Regions from separate parts of the Mus musculus genome. Here region 1 is linked to region 2. The links are chromatin contacts, called in public Hi-C maps. All regions are on one chromosome and are shown on one strand. The core of a region is the stretch at or near the end of the contact, and the rest is flanking DNA. Distances in the headings are between cores, read along the strand shown. Region 1 overlaps Dnm3 (dynamin 3). Region 2 overlaps Dnm3 (dynamin 3).

The links. Hi-C and Micro-C count contacts between places; a contact is called where the count stands out from the background.
Region 1: a contact with region 2 is called in a Hi-C map of uterus, with 6 times the contacts expected there. The contact joins two enhancer-like sites. A contact is called at or near these places in 9 of 484 Hi-C or Micro-C datasets (embryonic fibroblasts, palatal mesenchyme and uterus) and 4 of 115 datasets of contacts at active chromatin or transcription factors (the 230-238 cell line, cardiomyocytes, embryonic limb bud and 1 more).

What each region holds. Positions count from the first base shown.
Region 1 is chr1:162,179,185-162,182,039 of GRCm38.p6, reverse strand. All of the region lies in intron 14 of Dnm3 (dynamin 3), which reads left to right. Among named protein-coding and RNA genes, the nearest start is that of Dnm3os, 37 kb to the left of the region's middle. Within about 2 kb of position 1,454, at least 27 of the 459 cell types and tissues checked have an H3K27ac peak or open chromatin away from gene starts, as enhancers often do. A contact at or near this core is called in embryonic fibroblasts and uterus, where this site is marked.
Region 2 is chr1:162,036,635-162,039,737 of GRCm38.p6, reverse strand. All of the region lies in intron 17 of Dnm3 (dynamin 3), which reads left to right. Among named protein-coding and RNA genes, the nearest start is that of 2810442N19Rik, 33 kb to the right of the region's middle. Within about 2 kb of position 1,702, at least 166 of the 459 cell types and tissues checked have an H3K27ac peak or open chromatin away from gene starts, as enhancers often do. A contact at or near this core is called in embryonic fibroblasts and uterus, where this site is marked.

The DNA of each region.
Region 1 (2,855 bases), core at 205-2,704, 140 kb before region 2:
CCCGGCTAGTCTGAGTGGTCCTTGTCATCTTTCCTCTGCACACTTAAGACCTCATAGTAAATTAATCCATGAGTAGCTTTCCTCTCAATAACAGAGCAGCCAGAGAGTGCCAAGTATCTGCATTAAAAATAGATGTGGTAAGAGTAATGGAGGGGACAAGGGAGGGAAGAGAAGGGACCGGAAGCTTTGCCAGTCTACACATGAAGCAGATCTCCCTGTGAAGTGTCCTGGGTCCTAGCAGTCAGTTCTGCTTTCCTCCTCCAGGGGCTTTGGAACCAAAGCTAACGTGGAACTGCAGGCAGCCCCTCACATGGCCTTATGTGTGTAGGTGATGAGATTGACAGGTCCCCCTCTTGCTGTGTGAATGCCTGAGATGAAGACTACCAGTGTGTGCACTTGAGCTCTTCGCTTCGAATGTCTCCCTTCCACCTGTCCCCAATTGTATTCTCTCTTTGGGAAGTCGATTCAGAAGGAGCAGAAAGGGAGATCATACAAAACAGGGGAAGAGGAACTTGGGTGGGAAGGAACCCTTTTGCATTTAGGATGAACTGTGGGTTTAAACATTCAGCTTTCTGCCGGAACCACTGTGGGTGGGGTGAGTTTGTAACTGGGTTCCACCTAATTCATTCTATATGCTTGGCAGAGGAAAGTCTGAAATGAGAGCCAAATTCCAAAGGGTCTCTAAGGGAAGCGAGGTCACACTGTATTGAGAATTAGATAGCAACCTGGCTTGAACAAAGGGTTTTTTTTTGTTTTTTTTTGTTTTTTTTATGTATTGGTATACTTGGGAATCATTCTTCTGGAATTCTGTAATTGCTTGGCTATTTTAGGAGGTTCTAGTGTAAATATATTGCAAACACTACATTATAGCTAGATAAGAAAGACTGCTAAGTAATTTAATCAAGTTAACTAAGTTGATTTTATAGCTTGTTTTGAAACTGGAAATAAAATAATGTAGAGAGGTTTATTGATTAGTTCCACTATGACAATAAGCTTTCAGAAATGACTAAGACATATTTAGACTCCTTTTTCCCCTCCATCTAAGGAATTTGGCCCCTCCTTAAATAAAAAAAAATCATCCTTTAATTCCAAGCAGTCTTATTGTAAACAGTTGTTAGATTTTTACATTGTTTTATAAATGGCTTTGCTGCTTAATACACTTTAATAGTTTAAAGAAAGAAAAAAAAAACGAGAAAACCAGAAGAGGCAAGAAACTAAGTATCATTAATCAGTAGGGACAATAAAAATAGGAATGGACAGAGATGCGACTTAGGTTCACTTTTCTGGAAGGATTCCAGAATTTGAGGTCTTCTGCATGCTCGGGGTCTAAGGGGAGCAAGCGCTGCAGACTTTTGAAGTTGTTTTTGCTTACAACCAACATTACCTCAAAGTGCAGAGTGCACAAGAGTTAATTTAAATGTCGGTTACAAGTTCCAAGAAATGTGGAGATATAAACCAGAAAGACAGCCTGACCTAGAGAGCTGAGCAAGGCTTTGGGAATGTGGACTTTGGGGCTGACCCGGTGTCAGGTTTTTTTTTTGTTTTGTTTTTTGTTTTTTTCTTTTAGTTTTGTCGTGATGAAATACAGTTTCTGCTTGCCTAAGCACTGTAAGGCAATGCCAAATGCAGGTAGAATGGCATTTATTTCCTCCTATCTGGGGAGGGAAATAGTAAAAAGTGCAATGTGACACCCCCTGCCCTCCGAAGATGACATATAGGGTTAGTACGGGGTTTTGTTCTTTGTGAGTGACCTGAGACATATGGCAGTTCTGAGCCAAAAGCTGATGTGTTTTTGCTTTTGTTTTTGTTTTTGTTTTTTTTTTGGGGGGGGGGGGTTGTTCGAGACAGGGTTTCTCTGTGTAGCCCTGGTTGTCCTGGAACTTACTCTGTAGACCAGGCTGGCCTTGAACTCAGAAATCCATCTGCCTCTGCCTCCCGAGTGCTGGGATTAAAGGCATGCACCACCACGCCTGGAAGCTGATGCTTCTTGTTCCTCCAAGGGACATCTTACCCTTTCCCCATGGCCAGCCCAGCAAAAGGACTGAGAATCAATTGTCTAACAAAGTTTTGAAGGAACGTTTTGTCTGCCCTAATGTGTACTCTGTGGACCCCTGCAAGCTTTCCCAGCTGTGTAACATTGAGAGTTACAAACTTTCTCCAAAAATGGTGTAGATTTGCAAAATGACTTCCCATGGTCCTTGATAGGGACTTTAGACTTGTCTGTGGAACATGTTTACGAACCACAGCTTCACAGGATACATGTATGTCTCTAAGTTCTGAAAGCAGTGACATCCAGCTTGGCTCTGTGGGAAAAGCCACTCCCCTTAGCCAGGTGACCTTGTGGAGAGGAAACATCTGTAGAAAATAACAAGTCCTCTTCTGGCCCGGCCTTTCTCTGCCCTGCTCTCAGGCATCACCAGAGCTCACTCAGAGGACCTCACAACTCATTGTCAGTGCGCTCCCTAACATCACATGAGAGGCTTAAGCAGGTTTCCTTTTCTTTCTTACTTGGCCACAGGAAACCCCACCCCATCCTCAGAGCCCACTGCACACTCCTCTCACCGCTGTGCATCATTGTAGCCCAGCGCTTAGAAGAGCAATCACTAACCTTGTTGAAGGTTAGACACCAAGACTCATTAGACTGCCGCTAATTCTTTTACCAATTCCTCATCAACCTAAGTGACAGAAACATAAAATGAGGTTCAGAAGGCAAGGGGGACTTCTTCCAGGCACTGCTAGTAATGAATACAGGCAATGACAGTGATAACATCTTGTATTTTTATGCCGCTTGCTAGATATTGAGAAGTATCTAAGCATTTCACATGCATTAACTTACTGTTTTAATTTAAGGCATA
Region 2 (3,103 bases), core at 453-2,952:
TGCATGTGTGTGTGCGTGTGTGTGTGTGTGTGTGTGTGTGTGTGTGTGTGTGTGTGTGTGTGTGGTGTCTCCTCAGGAAAAAGTCTCTTACGAAAACCAGGATAACTAAAGTTATTTTGACATGTGACATAGTATTCTTCCCACAGATCATTCTGCCAGACCAGAGATTCCCCTGCCTAGGCCTCGTGAGTGCTGAGAGTAAAGGCGATTCCACTTTTTATCTGTTGCCTTTTCCCACCCCCTTACCCACCATCCATCCTGCTAAGGGGAGGATGTAGATAGGGTACCACTTGAATCAGGAGGCTACACTAAGTACCACATTCAGAGAGTCCTAGCAGAGGTGATTCATTTCTTCATTGGCACCAATCACAGAGAGAGAAGGGGACCCTCAGAAGTGAAAGTGGGACATTTCCTTGAGCCAGACCCGTGTCAGCCAGTGGCTCATATGAACAGCTCTGCCAGTTGTAAATTCTTGAACTCCAACGTTTGCATGAGTAGTTATTCGCTGCTCAGAGTCCCAGAGAGCCACACCCTGGGGCTGGCGCCTAACCACCATCCTAACTCTCTGCCGAGCCACTTTAAAAAGCATGTGAATACTACCCTGTTGGAGCTAGTGTTTCTGTCTCAGGACCGAGTTCCATGTACAATGTATTTCATTGAGCTCCCGTGCCACACTGCAGCATGTACCATGTTAAGGGGATAAATGTATGGATTGCAGAGTAAAAGGGCTAGTAAAGCAGGAAGCGGTCAAACTGTCAACTGCCACTTTAGAAGGAAGATACCAACTTTTAAAAATCTATTAACACAAAAGAAATGATTATTCCTGAATGAAATGTTTTAGGGGCCAGTGAGAAGGGGGGGAGGGGGAAAGAGCCAAGATGATTGTTTTGTTTTGTTTCATTTTGTTTCATTTGGTTTTGTTTGTTCACAGCTGGGGGAATGAGGAAATGCTTTTTGTAGTAAACTCTGGAAAAAGGAGCTTGACTGGCAAGACGCATTCAGCACGGTCCAAGCTATCTCACAGGATGTGACTGGGTTTAGCGTTGTAAGACAGCTCTGTAGTTTTATTCTGGCCAAATGTCTGTATGATTCTCAGGCAGTTCCCTCCCCTGTCACCTTCCAGCCTTGCTTCTAACAGGGAGTCTCTCTCACTTTGATTCACGGTTTCTCACAAGCAGCTCCAGACTGCCTTTATAAGATAACACAAGTCTTGGGAGTGAGAACGGAGTTGAACCATCTGCAGTTCTTTCTTTGCTATAAAAATAAATAAATAAATAAATAAATAAATAAATAAATAAATAAGAATTTCCACACTCATATCCTTGTTGGGTCCCTCATCCCAACCCAACCCCAACACATACTGCGGAAATGGTGAAAGAGACCCCAGACAGAGCAGTGGGGGTCGAACTCAGGGCGCATGATTCACTGCCTACTGCTTTCATCCACAGTCAATTTTCTAGACAAGCCTGGCCTCCTGTCACTCCCATTAATCACGGGGCCCAAGCAGAGTCCAGCAGGGTGCCCCTTGTACGGCTCAGACAGGGTCTGGGGCATCACAAGATTCCCATTAAAAGCGAGATAGGGGTCTTGACTTCTCATTCATTCCCACAATGCACTTCATCAGCATCCCGCTACACACTCCTCCTGTGAGCAACTGGCGCTGCTGGGTGTTGATGTTGGTTTTGGCTTGCTTCCTCCTAGAGCAGCCAGCCGTTGTGTAAGCAAGTCTGTCTGAATCGCTCTGGGGCTAACTGCCTTCTTAGAAGTCCTCCTGCTGCTCATTATTTAGCCAGCAAGCCATTACTATTATTAGCTTTGAATTCTTCCTTCTCCACTTTCTGTTCACTAAAATACTGAAGTGTGGACAATCATCGCCCAACCAATTGTTAAATGCCTCTCCCTGCCCCCCCCACCTTTTCTATTATTTGGGTTGACATTCAAAACAAGTACAAAACTCAGGAACTTTAAAGAGGGGTTTGGGATGGAGAGTCAGTAACTAGATTCCTTCTCGTGCTCTTTCAGTAACTTCTAGTGTACGTGCCATCTTCATTTTGTATGCACCATACAGTCTATTCAGAAAAATTTAAAGAGAAAATAAAAAAAGAACAGCATTAGGTAGTTCTTGGCAGTCAGTCAAAGACAGCATTGCAGGGAAGGTATTTAAGTCTTTTAAGTGAAGCTATTTGTATATCAGCAACTGCATTTTTCATGACCAGGGAGAGCTATTTGCACAGTCTTTCACGGAAATATTTCTAGACAGTTTCTGTGGCTTTCCTCCCTGAGCTCATGTATTTGCTTCTGCTTCAGAACAGGACAATTTAATGAGCAGTTTTACAGCCCAACCTGCACCCTGCACACTCTACGGGGCTACATGCCTGCCGCATATAACCTTTGCCCTATTTGCCATTAAAGAACAAGACTTTCCTATAACCAACTTTATACTATGATGGGGGTGGGGCACGCAACTGATACTTCAGTCCACCCTACAGCCCATAGACATCAATGTTTTAAAAACTTTATACTTAAAAAAAAATAGGGTACATATTAGCATTACCATAGTCAGCCCCCTTCTTTTGTAAGGTGTTTATGTCATCTTTCATCCTTTGACCTAGAGCAAAAGGACCACGTGCTTCAGAGCAAATAACTCATTTGGCCTCATTTCTAGTCCAGGGAGGCATGTTCAAAGATAAACCCCAAATTATTTCAGAAATAAAAACAACAACAAAAATAAAAAATAAGAGACATCATTTTCTGTCTCCAGTCTTACTAATGATTGTCAGCCCTGGAAAATCCTCTTTGTTTTCGTTTTAAGACATAGGGTTCTGCATATTCTCAAATGAAATAAGTATCTAATTGTAAACAAAAAAAATACCTAAATTTGCCTTATTTTCCCCATGGGTTCTGCTTTTGGTGTTCTGTTGTTTTTCTTGCTATCTGCTAAACATTTGAGCTCTCCCTTTCTTTTGAGCTGTGGAGCCCCAAACAGGAAGCAGGGACCCCTGGCCGGGTCTGGGCAGGAGAACAACCAAGCCATTGTGCAGAGGAACACCACCTCCCTCCTGGCCCTGCAATGCCGGCCTCTGCCCGCCTGTTTTAACTACGC